Regions from separate parts of the Mus musculus genome. Here region 1 is linked to region 2. The links are chromatin contacts, called in public Hi-C maps. All regions are on one chromosome and are shown on one strand. The core of a region is the stretch at or near the end of the contact, and the rest is flanking DNA. Distances in the headings are between cores, read along the strand shown.

The links. Hi-C and Micro-C count contacts between places; a contact is called where the count stands out from the background.
Region 1: a contact with region 2 is called in a Hi-C map of embryonic stem cells, with 2.7 times the contacts expected there. The contact joins the promoter of Eml2 here to the promoter of Mark4 in region 2. A contact is called at or near these places in 2 of 484 Hi-C or Micro-C datasets (cerebral cortex and embryonic stem cells), 2 of 115 datasets of contacts at active chromatin or transcription factors (embryonic stem cells and microglia) and 2 of 9 other capture datasets (liver and pancreatic islet).

The regions. Positions count from the first base shown.
Region 1 is chr7:19,174,719-19,178,120 of GRCm38.p6, reverse strand. It overlaps Eml2 (echinoderm microtubule associated protein like 2), which reads right to left and starts at 1,700. Exons shown (of 22, transcript NM_001347582.1): 1 at 1,360-1,700. The coding sequence starts at 1,507.
Region 2 is chr7:19,457,398-19,461,304 of GRCm38.p6, reverse strand. It overlaps Mark4 (MAP/microtubule affinity regulating kinase 4), which reads left to right and starts at 2,462. Exons shown (of 17, transcript NM_172279.2): 1 at 2,462-2,861. The coding sequence starts at 2,811. It also overlaps the pseudogene Gm23099.

The sequences.
Region 1 (3,402 bases), core at 451-2,950, 280 kb after region 2:
CTACCCCCACCCACCCAGTGCTCCGCAGGTTCGGTGTCTGGACCTGCAGAAGGAGGGGGGAGGGGGGCTCTCGAGGTCGGAGGGAGAAGATTGCAGAGACTTGAGACCTCTATCGGGAAGTCCCAGGGTCCTGTGAAGAAGACGGTGTCAGGGAGTTTAGAGATAAGCCAAGGACTGCACAGCCAGTAGGGGGTAGGGGAGCCAGCAACCCACCTTATTTTGAGCCCTTTTCTACCTCCGGTAAATAATGTTACCGTTGGAAATACAAGAGCTAGGCCCCACACTTAACATGTTTCCCACATCATGATATGAGCTTAATAAATCCAAAATAAGATGAACCAATAAATATGGCAGCTATCCCACCCCCACCCTCTACTCTGATGGCTGTAGAGGCCTCATCAAGGACTGTCATCCAGAAGATCCCAGCCACTTGATTCGGACACAGCTTTTCTTTCAGGACCAGAACCCATACTTGGCCTAGCCTGAGACACCCTGTGGTCCTTAACCTTTAGAAGGTAGATGGGGGATTAAATAACATTCTAGTTCCTTTGCCAACTCTAGGGGTCCCTAGCAAAGTGTTTGTGTGCCCAAGGGAGTGACCTCCAAACTCTGAGATGATCCTTTGGCAAGGCCCCCTGATTGACATGGGGGCACATTGACCCTGAACGGTCGTCAGCTTTCATCTGAGGCCTTGCTTGGCCTGATGGTCCCACCCCATGACTCAAGCTCTTGGCTTCCTCCTGGACGTTTTCCTGGCCTAGAGACCAGTGTCCACTCTCCGCGTCTCTTTACCTCTCCACTCCTCCAGCCCAGCTCCCCTCGTACTAAAATGGCCCTACTGGCGCCATACACATTTGTCTAGGGGAGAAGAGGATTCTACCTGGGGTGGGGAGAGGGGGCAGAGGCAAAGCTGAAGACAGTGCAGTGTACAGAAAGTCTTCTGCTGTTTTACTATTCCCAAGCCCAGCCCTCAATTCAGCATTTCCCCCTGCTATGCCCAAAGACAGGGAAGGGTCCCGGGGAAGGGGCTGAGGAGGTAGGGGGCAGAAAGAGTTCCACATCGAGCTGACTCCCTACCCCAACCCCAGGTCTGCCCTCTCCCTCACAGGCTCCTCTACGATCTTTACCCTTCCCTCTGTCTGGACACCTTCGGAGCAGGTGTTTGTTGGGATAGGGGGAGCAGGATCGTGACTTTGGGGATAAAGGACCTTGTTTTGGGGTCAGAATCCTGTTGATGAGGAGAAAGGGAGAATCTCTCACAAGGGAGGAGATAAGGACTTGGAAGAAAAGGGTTGGGGCAGGAGGAGGTAGGTCCACCCTGGGCGGGGCCAGGGTCTGAACTAGGAAGGGGGCTCTCACCGTTGCAGTATTGCAGCAGAGAGGACGTGTCGTAGAGGCCGCAGAAGGCCGGGCCGCGCTCCGCCATTGCCCCACCACAGCCACCGCCGGCCCCCGCAGCCCCAGCTCGGGCCCGGTCCCCCCCCCAGGCCCTGCCTCCCGTTGCCATAGCAACGCCCTTCGTTCCAGCATCCCCAGCACGGCCCACCCAGCATCAGGCGGCCGGCTCTGAGCCTGGCACAGGGGTCATCCCCTAGGATGCCCTGTAAGGGTGTCGAGAGACTGCTCTGTCCGTTCCCCCAACCCCCGCAACAGTCTTCAGGTCAGGATTGGCTGCGTCGGGGTCCCCCTAGGTACTGTCTGGTCCCTCCCACAAACCTGAGTGTATTCTCTCTACACCCTCCTCTCCCGTTAGGAACCAATGAGAGTCTGTCGCGCAGGCTCCTCCGCCAATAAGGATGCGGACGGGTTTGAAGGGGCAGGGTCCTTCCTGCTTTTCATCCTGAAGCGTCGCCCCTCAGCTCTGGAAGGAGGATGGGGTGAAAGAAGACACTCCTATTCCCGAAAGCCTCCTCTAAATCTTTTATCTGATTTCCCATAAGTCCCCTCGCACGACCAGAACTTGACATTGAAACCTTAAATATGACAGGTTATTCTATAACCTGCGCCTGTATCCTAGCCGGATCCCCGCTCCTTGTTTATTAGAGCTAGACACGCCCCCAGGGCTCTTAGCTCCACCCCCTAAATCTAGAAACAACAAAAGTTCTAATCCCGCCCCTAGAGCAAATAGCCACACCCCCTTGAACATCTCAGGACTGGAACCTTGGACCAGACGCTCTAGTAGAGTTAGCCCCGCCCTCAGAATTTAGAGCCCGCCCTCAAGTCATTAGCCCCGCCCTAACCTTCCAATCCACTTCATCCACAGAAGCTATTAGCTCCTACAATCCTCCTCTCTCAGGAAGGCGTTATCCAGTCCGTATTTTGACAGAGACCCAGTTGTGAAACCCGGGACCAGCTGGCGGTGTCAGTCAGAGCAGGCTCGGAAACTGGGGAACTAGGAGGGAAGGAGGGGGTACAGAAACTGACAATGGATTTAAAGATGGGGCCGCCTTTCCCAAGTCATGACCCAGACCACGGGGTTCATTTTGCTTTGTTTTGTTGTCTTGTATTTTTGAGTGAAGACATTACTCTATAGTCCAGCCCAGCCCACACCCTACCCTGCGCCCGCTCTGCCATACCTGGGTTTTTTGTTGTTGTTTGAATCAGGGTCTTATATAGCCTAGGCCAGTTTTGAACTCCTTACCTTCATGCTCTGTCTCCATTTCCCAAAATCTGGAGTTACAGGCCAGTGACTCCATCCCTACCTATGTTAGTTTTTTTTTCTTCTTCTTCTTCTTCTTCTTCTTCTTCTTCTTCTTCTTCTTCTTCTTCTTCTTCTTCTTCTTCTTCTTCTTCTTCTTCTTCTTCTTCTTCTTCTCTTTTTCTCTTCTCTTCTCTTCTCTTCTCTTCTCTTCTCTTCTCTCTTTCTCTCTTCTTTTCTTTCTTCCTTCCTTTCTTTCTTTTTAAAGATTGGGTCTCACTATGTAACCTTGGCTGTCCTGGAACTTGATATATAGTCCAGACTAGTCTCCAACTCAGTAGAGCCTCCTGCCTCTGCCTCAGGACTGCTGGAGTTAAGTGTCACCACAGCCAGACCTCTGGCTCTGGGTTTTTGTTTGTTTGTTTTGTTTTGTTTTTTGATGTATTCCTCTCTGTTGTCCAGTCTAGCAAAAAACTAAGTAGCCCAAGTTGCCTCAGACTTGTGATCCTTCTGCCTCAGCCTTCCAAGTACTGGGAAAACATTAGCTTCACTCCTAGTCTACCTATGGTTTGTTTTGATATAGGTCTCATGTACCTGAGGCTGGCCTCCAACTCATTACATAGCTAAGAGAATGGTGTCTGATGAGTTTCTAATATTCCTGCTCCAAACCCTCTGGTACTGGGATTAATAGGCATATACCACAAGGCCCAATTTCAGAAAATATGCTTGTTCCTGATTTGTTCTTGTTCTTTTGTTTTTTAAAA
Region 2 (3,907 bases), core at 1,213-3,712:
GTTCGCCGGGCGTGGTGGCGCATGCCTTTAATCCCAGCACTCGGGAGGCAGAGGCAGGCAGATTTCTGAGTTCGAGGCCAGTCTGGTCTACAGACTGAGTTCCAGGACAGCCATGGCTACACAGAGAAACTCTGTCTCCAAAAAAAAAAAAAAAAAAAAAAAAAAGGAAAGAGAGAGAGAGAGGAGAGGAGAGGGGGGGTTTCAAATTCCTTAGCACTTGTGAGTCTGAGACAGGCGGATTGAAAGTTGGAGGTGAGACCACACCAAGGATCTCACATAAACAAGTTCAGTATTTGGGGAGCTGAGACAAGAGGTTGGCCTGAAGTCCAAGGTCAGTCTGGGTTACAGAATGACACCCTGTCTCAAAAAACACTTACTTGGCAGGGGAGTTAGAGTGATCAAAAAGGTGGATTTCTCAGGGCCAGGGTTCTCTGGATTGTTGAGCCCTCAGTTTCCCCACTGTGGAAGTGACTGCATAATCTGTGGTAGAGGAGTCTGTGTTCTCCAGTTAAAACAAAAGAAAAACAAACAATTCCCAGAACCAGAGACAACTGGGTGTGGTGCTCACACCTGCAGTCTCAGCCCTCCCTGAGGTGGAGGCAGGAGGATCAAGGCCAACCTCAATAGGAGAGCTTCCAGGAGGCCTGGGTTACATGATAACCAGTCTCAAATCAATTAATGCATAGGGTTGGCTGCGGAGGTGGGGTGAAGGCTCTTGCCTTTGAGGCTGGTGACCCAAGTTTGATCCTGGGGACCCACAGAGAGAGGAGACAGTTGACTTCCAAAACCTGTTCCCTCACCATCACACACATGCCCTGCTCCCCAAAATTAATAAATTGTTCAAGTATAATAAATAATCTGAGCTCTGCCACACTTACTCTCACTTTGGGCCTTTTCTTTACTTTTATAGCTTTTATGTTTACTTATGTTTTTGGGTGTTCTGCCTCGTGTGTGTGTGTGTGTGTGTGTGTGTGTGTGTGTGTGTGTACATGCACATAGTCACTGGGGAAGCCAGAAGAGGGTGTCAGGTCCCATAGACCTGCAGTTACAGATGGTTGTGAGCCACCATGTATGTGTGTGTGGGGGGTGGGGAGGGCTGGGAACTGAACCCAGGTCCTCTGGAAGAGTAGCCAGTGTTCCTAACTGCTGAGCCATTTCTCCAGCACCCACCCCCTCCCCCTGCCAATTTTTAATACAATTTGCTTAATTACATGTTTGCATAATTTAACTTTTAAAAATGTTCGTGCTTAATAGCTAGTCCTATGATCAGCTTGCTTGAGCTAGCTAGCACATGTCTGTTAACCTCTGTCTCTTTTGGCTTTCATTCTGTCTGGCAGGGTCTCATGTAGACCAGGCTAGTCTTGGACTCACTATGTACTTAAGGATGATCTAGAACTTCAGTCCTTCCAGGACCACTATGCCTGCAACGTCTAATTTTCACAAAGGGAAACTGAGGCTCAGGGAGAATTTCTAAGACAGCAAGACAATGGGCTCTGGACCAGGGTGATGCACTCCCTACACACACACACACACACAAGGCACTGTGTGTTCTCAGCACAGCCCTCTCCCCTCCCCCTCCAGTCTGTTTGCCCCTGCAAGTCAACACCTGTCTGGGCTTCCAGCTAGCCAGAGAGGCAACTGAGGCTCTCTCTCCTTCATTGTACAGACTGAGAAAGTGAGACCAGCCGGGGCTGCGGGTTATCTACCCTTACCCCACCAGGGGCTGAAGTTCAGGATGTCCTTGAACCCAGGGACTGGCTTCAATTTTGGCTTTTGTTTTCTGAGACAGGGTCTTGTTGTGTATGGTCTTGAACTCACAGCAATCCATTATCTCAACCTCCTGAGGGTCCGAATGACAGGTACACAGTTCTCTCTCTCTGTCTCTCTCTGTCTCTCTCTCTCTCTCTCTCTCTCTCTCTCTCTCTCTCTCTCTCTCTCTCTCTCTCTCTCTCTCTCTCTCTCTCTCTCCTTTCTTGCTGCTTCTCCTTTATTCCTGTCCTCGGCAGTCTTCCAGTCCTGGAGTTTCTCTTTGTCTCTTTCGTTCCCTCCCTCCGCCTTGGCATATGATTCTCTCTCCTCTCTCCTCTCTGTCTTTGTATCTGTGTCTCTGTCTCTCAGTCTCTGTGTGTCTGAGTGCCTCTGTGTCTCCCTGTCTCTGTCCCCTTTCTGTCCGTCCCTTTGTCTCTGTCCTTGGCTTCTCTGTCCCTCTTTGTGACTCTGCTTCTTCCTACCTCGTGTCTGTGTGTCCCCTTTCCCATCTCTCAACATCTCCCTCTGCTCTCTCCTCAGCAACTCTCTGCCCGTGACTCCGAGTCTCCTGTGAGAACTTGCTGGAGACCCGCACGCCCAGACCTGCCTCCGCCTCCAGAACCCCGGAGCCAGCCCAGGCCTGTACCTTTAAGGGCCGGCGGCAGGGGGCGGAGTTTAAACGGACCCCGCCCCTCCCGCCCCTCCCCCTGACGTCCCTTCCTCCCCGGCCCCTTGGTCGCCTCCCTCCGCCGCCGCCCCGGGCCGGCTCCGCGCCCCCTCCCCGGCCCCCGCCCGTGCACCCTCCCGCCTGCCCGCCGCCCAGATGGCGCCCCGGGTTCCCCTTGCACGGGGCCACTAGGACCCTCGGTGTCTTCTCCCCTCCCCCGTCCTGCCCTCTCTTGCTCTCGCTCTGCGAGGACTCGGGCGTCCACGGCGCCCAGCTTTTGAGCTCGCGTCCCCAGGTCGGCTGGGGGGGGGGAGGGGAAGAGAGGGGACCCCGGGATCCCCACCCCCCCCGCCCGGCCGCCCCTGTCCCTTTCCCTTCTGGGACCCCAGAGAAGATGTCTTCGAGGACGGCGCTGGCCCCGGGCAACGATCGAAACTCGGACACGGTGAGTGGGGCCCAGCCCCTTGGGGAGCCCTGCCTGAGTCCAGCCATAGAACCCCTCGCCCTCCCGGACCACTGACCCCGCCAGTCTCGACTCCTTTCCGGGCTCCACAGCCCAGACCAACGCTTCCCATGACTTTGAGGCCTCTCTGCTCCCTCCTCCCCACAGCCCCAGCCCAGCCCGACCCCTAGGGGCGCCCCTGTCTTTGGACTCTTCTCCGGTCCCTCTGCAGAACGCTTCCGCCCGGTCTCTTCCCTCCAGGAAGCCCCCTCCCCTGCCCGCCGGCAGCCCCTCCCTTCCTCGGCTGCCCCGGCTGTCCCCCGCTCGCCCGCTCGCCCGCAGCTTGGCCTCGACTCTTCCCGGATGGCACGGGCCCCTGTTCCCCGAAGCGCAGCCCTGTCTCCCCCCTCCCCCCTCAAGGCTCGACCCAGTCTGGCCCTGTTGTCCTCCCTGCTTCTTGCCGAGTTGGGGTGCTGGTTTCCCCTGCTACCCCTGGCCAGTCCCCAGCTCCGCCTGGGCTCCTGCTAGCTGCCTCCCCCAGGAAGCCAAACGGCACCTGGGCGCAGGGCCCTGCCCGCTTCCTTCAAGGTGTCTCCACTCCCTGGCCTGACCCTGCTGTGCCAGGTTGCCCTGTCCTTGGATCCTAGTCGCCTCTGGGGTCCCCTTGGTGGGACCCGTCCAGTCTTTCTAAGGGAAGCCTTGGCTTCCAACCCTGCGGGCTTCCTCCCATCCAAGACTAGGGTTCCAGGCCCCAGACTAGGCTGACTCTGGTCGCCTCCTGAGGCTCTCCCCAGTCTCACCTCCTCACCCCCTCCTCACACCCCCTGCTAACTCGAGCCCCCTTTCCTTGCTGGATGTTGGGCTTTCTGGAAGAAACCCCCCCTCCTCAGCTTTCTGCCCTCCACAGGCCCTAAGCCTTCCCCTCTCCCTTTACTCTGCCCTGCCTGGGCCTTTAGCCCTGACATCTGGGAGTTTACTGAGCCCAGATCCTCTGGTTCCCATGCCAGGGTCTTCCTCCCCTCACAGCCGAAGGACCCTGCTCCCCTCCC